2 separate regions of the Mus musculus genome follow, and region 2 is linked to region 1. A link is a contact called in public HiChIP or PLAC-seq data. All regions are on one chromosome and are shown on one strand. The core of a region is the stretch at or near the end of the contact, and the rest is flanking DNA. Distances in the headings are between cores, read along the strand shown. Region 1 overlaps Fbxl5 (F-box and leucine-rich repeat protein 5). Region 2 holds the start of Bst1 (bone marrow stromal cell antigen 1).

The links. HiChIP or PLAC-seq counts read pairs in DNA pulled down with a chosen protein or histone mark.
Region 2: an H3K27ac HiChIP or PLAC-seq map of embryonic stem cells shows a contact between it and region 1, with 7 read pairs. The contact joins the promoter of Bst1 here to the enhancer-like site in region 1. A contact is called at or near these places in 5 of 39 promoter capture datasets (the 3T3-L1 cell line, 3T3-L1-derived adipocytes, the C10 cell line and 2 more), 2 of 15 datasets of contacts at CTCF or cohesin (large pre-B cells and pro-B cells), 8 of 484 Hi-C or Micro-C datasets (the BV-2 cell line, ECoMG-derived neutrophils, the Patski cell line and 4 more), 5 of 115 datasets of contacts at active chromatin or transcription factors (CD8 T cells, double positive thymocytes, embryonic stem cells and 1 more) and 3 of 9 other capture datasets (adipose tissue, liver and pancreatic islet).

What each region holds. Positions count from the first base shown.
Region 1 is chr5:43,743,997-43,747,319 of GRCm38.p6, reverse strand. It overlaps Fbxl5 (F-box and leucine-rich repeat protein 5), which reads left to right. Exons shown (of 11, transcript NM_001159963.1): 11 at 1,945-2,702. The coding sequence ends at 2,021. Among named protein-coding and RNA genes, the nearest start is that of Fbxl5, 36 kb to the left of the region's middle. Within about 2 kb of position 1,944, at least 2 of the 459 cell types and tissues checked have an H3K27ac peak or open chromatin away from gene starts, as enhancers often do.
Region 2 is chr5:43,817,156-43,820,530 of GRCm38.p6, reverse strand. It overlaps Bst1 (bone marrow stromal cell antigen 1), which reads right to left and starts at 1,638. Exons shown (of 9, transcript NM_009763.3): 1 at 1,438-1,638; 2 at 1-53. The coding sequence starts at 1,604.

The DNA of each region.
Region 1 (3,323 bases), core at 695-3,194:
TCTTGTCTCTTAAAACAGAGACAAACAAAAATGTGTGTGTGTTGTATAAATATAGACATGTATGGCTTTTTATTTGGAAATTCAAATTTTTCATGTTTTCAGTAGTTGCTCAGAATAGAATTATATACTGATAAATGATAGGTACATTTAGCATTAATTAGATTAAGGTTCAAGAGGTGGGTAGAGATGATGTGAGGCAGTGCTTGGGTATTACAGAAAGGTATCAGGTATTTGATGTTGAAGCAGTAATATGTGATGGGTGGAGCCAAGCTTATTAGCAAGGGATGGGTGAGGATTGGTGTGTAGGGAAGCTGGAAATATGTACAAGGAAAACTTGGCTAAAGACTGACAGTGGGAGAAGAATGTTGAAGTTTAGGATTCTGTACCAAGGTATTTCTAACAACTACAAAGATAAATCTTTTAAATTTTAGCTTTATGTCCTATTTTATCCAGAAAATGCTGCTTTATATGGCATTATAAATTTTAAATATTTGGCATATAACAATTTAAAATGGAAGATTTTGATTTTTTTTATTAAATAAAAATTGGCCTGTAGTACTCCAGTTGTATTGGGTACTTTTAAAACCTACAACCATGTATTATCTGTGTCAGCAACCTGAAGTCTGAGCTCAGTCTTTTATTTCATGTCTTGTATGTCGTGCCCATAGCCCTTATTTGAAGCTAATCCCAGACATGTCAGTCTTCACAATCAATTGCAATTCTACACATAAACAAAATCCAATGTTTTTCTTAAAGATAATTTGTCATTTATATACTGAAATATATGAACATTATATTTCAGTGACTGTATCTTAAGAAATTCTTTTTTTTTTTTTTGCATATATGCTCTCTTGGGATAAAAGGAAATGTTGTACTTGTGGTGATACATGTAGTCTAAATTTTAGTTGCAAGTATCCTAATTACTGACTCTGGGTGTTAGCATAGTCACCTTCTGCAACATACTGCAGCTCCTATAAAGCAGTAGGATGCAAATGGGTTCTCAGTTAAGCTGGGAAGCACTGAAGGGCAGTGAGAGGTTAAGTCCATTAGATACGTTCTGTAGTGATGCCTGCTCCATGTCTTCTCATTTTGTTTTGTTCTTGTGTATCAATCACACTTGCAGGCTCTGGTTTCCTGGTGGAAGTGTAAAGAGCTGCTCCTTATTAGTTCAGTGCACCAGCTACATTGAGTCTTCGAAACGCTAGAAACAGCCCTGTAGGCTTGTGTCTCCTTAGGAAAGTCATTCTACTCAGAACATTCTCCAACTTTGTGACATTTTTGTTACTTTTCTAATTTGTAGTTATGTTCCTGAATAAACCTAGACCTTTTATCTAGTATCTGGGTAATATAGTACAGCTGTAAAATTCCAATTATTCCATAAGTGGTTTATTATTGTAAGTGAATCACAGTTTTATGTTTTAGATGTTTAATTAAACACTTGTTTGCATTCAGTTTTGGGACAAATTTTCATCTAAAGCTATCTTTTGTTTTTATTCAGAGGTCTACAAATGATCAGAGTATGGAACATTCATTGAGGATGTGTCTGTATAGTACATTGTTTTAAACTTTGAATATGACATTTATTCTAATTGTTCATTGCTGTATTCTTTAGCTGACACAGTTCAGATAGGTTTTATTTTTTGTCTTAATCATGTTTCTAGGAAGAATGCTCAAAGAAGTCTTGTTTCTGTGGATTGTCTCCTTTTTTCCTTGGGTTTTAAGATTCTTGGGAAATTTTGTTATGTTTCCTGTTCCATGGAGGATATTTTCAGTGGAATCAGACAGCCATTGGCAATTTGTGTCTGAATTTTTAATGCATGTGCTGTAAGATTTTACTTGTGTGATGTCAATGAAGTGCAAGTTAAAAACAGAGTCATAGGCAGAACTGTTTGTGCATGATCTCCAAGAAGTTCCTCCCCTCACGTGTTGTTTGCTTTCATACAGGTCCTCATGCTGACACCGCCAGTGGATGCCAGAATTTGCAGTGTGGTTTTCGAGCCTGCTGCCGCTCTGGCGAATGACCCCTGACTTCTGACCTTTGTCTACTTCATTTAGCTGAGCAGGCTTCCTTTCATGCACTTTACTTATAGCACATTTCTTGTGTTAACAACCCATTTTGGGTGTGTCTTGTTTGGCCCCATTTCTTACAGTCTCAGAAATTTAATTTAGCAGTGAACTGTACAATGTTGTTTACCCTTGCAAAATATATTTTTGTTTTAGAAAAGGTTTAGGATTTTTTGTTAGGGTGAGAACAGTCTTTCTGGTTTCTTTTCAATGAAATGCTTTAAAAAATATCACTAATACCATGCTATTTAAAGTTTTTCTAGATTATTTGCATTTTAGTCAATGGGGGTTATTGGTTCTCTTATGTGTAAACACTGTACCAAGTTTTGCAGATTCTTTCAAATCCACATTTCTGAAGTTTTATTTTCAAAGACTGAACATTTTAGAAAGGAATCTCTTTTCCCCTAACGTTTTCTTTATTTGAACAATTCTGAGGGGCCAATTCAAACACACTTAGAAGCGAGATTCTTTAAGATTATAGGATAAATTGGTCTCTTGGTGCAGCAGTCTGTTGTTTGCTGTAGACACCAGCTTCCACTGCTGTCCCTAAACTGTTGAATTCTAGAAGGATTTTTAAAAATTCCACAATTGTTTGAAGAAATGTATAAATAAAATCTACTTTGAGAACTTTACCAAGCAATATCTTTTGTGTTGTGATTTTATTTAAATCTCAATCTAAGTTTACCAAATGTTTTTGTGTTTTGGGTATCCATGAAATTATGATCCTGACACATTTAACAGTTTTAGATACTAAATATTACTGAGTTAAATTTTCTTTTAAAGTTAATTATAATATTTATCATGTGGAGAAAATAGTGCCCCCTATCTCCTCTCCTTCAAAGCTGTGGGAGGAGGAAGTAACCCTGAGTCAGCTTCTTTGTGGCTTTAAGTGCTTCTGCCTCTCAGGCTAGTGGGCCTGCTCAGTGTCTGAAGGTAAAGCAGGAATTATCTAATGGGAACATGGAGGAATTCTGGAGCATTTTGTACTTCACCTGACAGGAATTAAACACTCTGGTGTATCTACTGGCATTCTCTTTGAAGTAGTACCGTGCTGTCAGGTATTTTCTGTTTGAGGAGTGAATTACTGTTATCATTTGAAAACAAAATTGAACCCGAAAATTTTGGCATAAGGCTGAGCATATGTGAAAGCAGGTAATTTTAAGATTTTGCATTTGTTACCTCTGTGATGAAGTCATCAAGTCTTTTTGGACACTAAAATTAACTTCCTCTAGTAAGTACGAACAGGTAGAAAAACAGTA
Region 2 (3,375 bases), core at 389-2,888, 74 kb before region 1:
CCTTGTCCAGCACCCCCTTGAAGGCCTCCCAGATGGCTGTGCAGTTTTTGTTCCTGTACAAAAAAGTGCCGGTCAGAACTGGAGACGCAGTTCGGAGGGTAAGGCCGCTTGTGCCATAGGCAAGAGGACCTGAGTTCATCACCCACCAACCCTGCCCATATGGCTGCCGGTGCCTCTAACCCCAGCATTGTATTAGGTGGAAACAGGAAGATGACTGGGACTTGCTGGCCACTAGCCTAACTCTAGCTTCCAGACTAAGACAGAAAATGATAGAGTAGGCTGTCTTCCTCTCTGTGGGCACAGGCACAACACACACACATACACACACACACACACACACACACACACACACACACACACACATTCTGTGCACACAACAAAACAGAGTTCTCCAGTTTAAGGAAAGCAGTCCCCTACCCCATCCCCACCTCCAGACTTATGACAGAAGCAGACAAGGCCACAGATAAAAGTGATGCTAGAAAGTGACAATTTCAATGTCAATAAACCAGGAAACTTCTGGTTTTCAGAACTCTCCTTCTCCCTCTCCCTCCCCCCTCCCTCTCCGTCCCCCTCTCCCTCCCCCTCCCCCTTCCCCTCCCCTCCCCCTTCCCCCCCCTCTGTCTGTGGTGGAGGTACTGCACATGTATCATGTAGTCAACTGTTCTAGCACTGAACCACACCTCTGGCTTTCGCCTATTCATTAAGACACAAGAGTGGAGCTCCTTGTTCAGGTTCATTAGAGGGCGAGTCTCTGGGCCCACTGAGGTCAAGTCAGGAGGCAAGACTTGGGAAGATAGGAGTGGATGCCAAGTGTTGGGAGCAGTTTCCTCTACTGAGTCAGAGTGGCTTCTGGGGCCAGTTTTCACTCCTGAGGTCCAGGACGCCTTTCAAAATCACGTTCTATAGCAATGGTCATGTTGTCCTACCTTTGGTGACAATGACCAACCTGACTTCTTATGTTATTCTCTCATTTTATTTTATTGAGCTGCATCCCAATTAAAAACAACTGGCATGAGAAAGAGTGGTGTAACAACACAAAAAAGCAGATCCAGAGAAGGAAATTATTTCAATAGGAAACACAGTGTGCACAAGGTAGGGGGAACCAGAATCCTCTAGATGGGACAAGGGGAGCTAATTCCCAAGTGGTGCTCAAAATACCCAAACTGGCAGTTGTTGATAGTAGGCAAGGCTCTTTCACTCAAATTCACCTCTAGACTGGTGTCGCATTACAGCTTTCTCCTCACCTCTACACCCACAGGGGCAGCCTTAGCAGTTTCCTCCCGGGTCTGGAAATCCCCTGCACAGGGGATCTTGTCCCTAAGAATCACCTACATACACATCACCTGCATGGAGTCCCGCTAGTCCCTCCACCTGACTTTCCAAAGCCCTCACCTCACCCCACCCTTCTGCCTTTTCACTGTCTGGCTTAGCACTTACCCCAGGCTCAGCAGCGTGGTGTACTCTGCGCAGCGGCCCAGGAAGATGCTCTGGAGGTGAGGAGTGGTACCCTCCCCTGTCCACCGCGCTCTTGCCCCCAGAAGCACTGTCAGCAAGGACAGCCATAGCCACAGCCACAGAGACAACAGGCCTCCCTGGACAGCCATCAAGAAGACTTTGATTCCTCTAGCCCGTGGCCTCTTGGACTCCTCCCAGTTCCTCTTCCACTGAGGAGGCGGTTCCCCTTAGCTGAGCTTTGGCAGGACTCATCCAGATGCCAAGCCAGCCCACCTCCCATCCTCTTTCCTCTTCCATTACGACAGAAATTAAACTTAGGGCATTGCCTGGCAAAAGACGCCTCGTGGAGGGACCCCAAAGGGAATGGGAATTTGAAGCGCGCGCGCGCACACACACACACACACACACACACACACCTCTATAGAAATCTGTTACCATGTGAGCCCTAAGCAAACTTAAATTCTGTCCTGGTTCACACAGTCTTTCCAGGAGAGACATGTGCTACCCTTAGTGAAAATTGATGGCTTTGAGAAAAGCCGAAGGCACAAGGGCACAGACAAGAATCACATGCCATTCCTAAGTTGACTCTTAGGGAGTTTGTCTGGGTGGACTCTGGATGTGACTGACTGGTGCCTGTTTTGTCTTTCCTTTTCTTCCTTTGTGAGGGACATCGTCCACAGGCATCACTTACACCTGCCCCATGGATTCTGGAGCACAGGGCTTGTTTTCTAGTTTTCCAAGTGCTCACAGATAACTTTGTCTGAGAATACAGTACGGTCAGAGCTACACTCCTTTGTAATTTAGGCAGTTTAGATGTGAGATTTGGGGACTTGAATTGATACTAAAATAAGTTCATAATTGTAGGGGACGGTAGGTTAGGTAAAGGAATTTATCATGTAGGATGGATGTGAATTTTTGAAGACCAAAGGATAACTCCAATGAAGCCAAAATACCCATTAGAGATGTTTACACTCATATTCTGGAGTTCTGTGATGATTGCCTTGCATGGTAGTGAAGGCTCTATGCCCCAGTATAAGGGAATATCAGGACCAGGAATGGGAGTGAGAGGGTTAGGGAGCAGGGGGAGGGGAGAGGGGAGAGGGAATTTTCAGAGGGGAAACCAGGAAAGGGGATAATATTTGAAATGTAAATAAAAAAATCTTTCTTTAAAAAAGAAATTGCCAAAAAAAGTAAATAAACAGCAACCCCAAAAGTCCCCAAAACCCCCAAAAAACCAATCACTATAATATGCCAAGATTGTTACACAAAGATCATTTTCAAAAACAATTTCCTAAGTGAGATTTTTTTTTCCTGTGAGGAAAATGTGAATTTCTTTCCTGAATTCCTAAGCCCCGCCAACTACTTTCTTTTGGGAAAACCCAACATACTGTGTTGTGCTAGAGCAGGTCAGTATGAGTAATTCCAATATCTGAATCAAATGTTTCAAGAGATCAGCTACTCAGTGGGCTTCCTTGTCAAAGGGAAACTTTTCACTGCGCTTTCTATACTTCTGTGACAACCTGTGGAATTTCTCTGGACGGGAAAGCAACTCAGCAGATGACACAGAAACTGCAAGTGTGTTGCTAGCCATTTCTAGCGTAGTGTTAGCTCACCTCTGTGTTCTCAGTGGAACTTGCTGCTCCATCTCTTGTGATCATTTGTAACTTTCCAGCTTATTTGATATTGACCATATATATGCTTTTCTAATTCTTTAAAATTATATAAAGACTCAGATGTGAGGTTAAATTTAAAAAGCAAAAATATCTTCCATAAAATCTTCTCCACACACACATTTTACATAAACTTTAATAGTGTTGTGTGGCTCCCCTCATGGGTATTTTTTATCATGCTGGATTGCAAAATCTATCCTGGGTTATAACTGAATAATAAGCAACATTTCTAATGGTTCTGCAATACTAC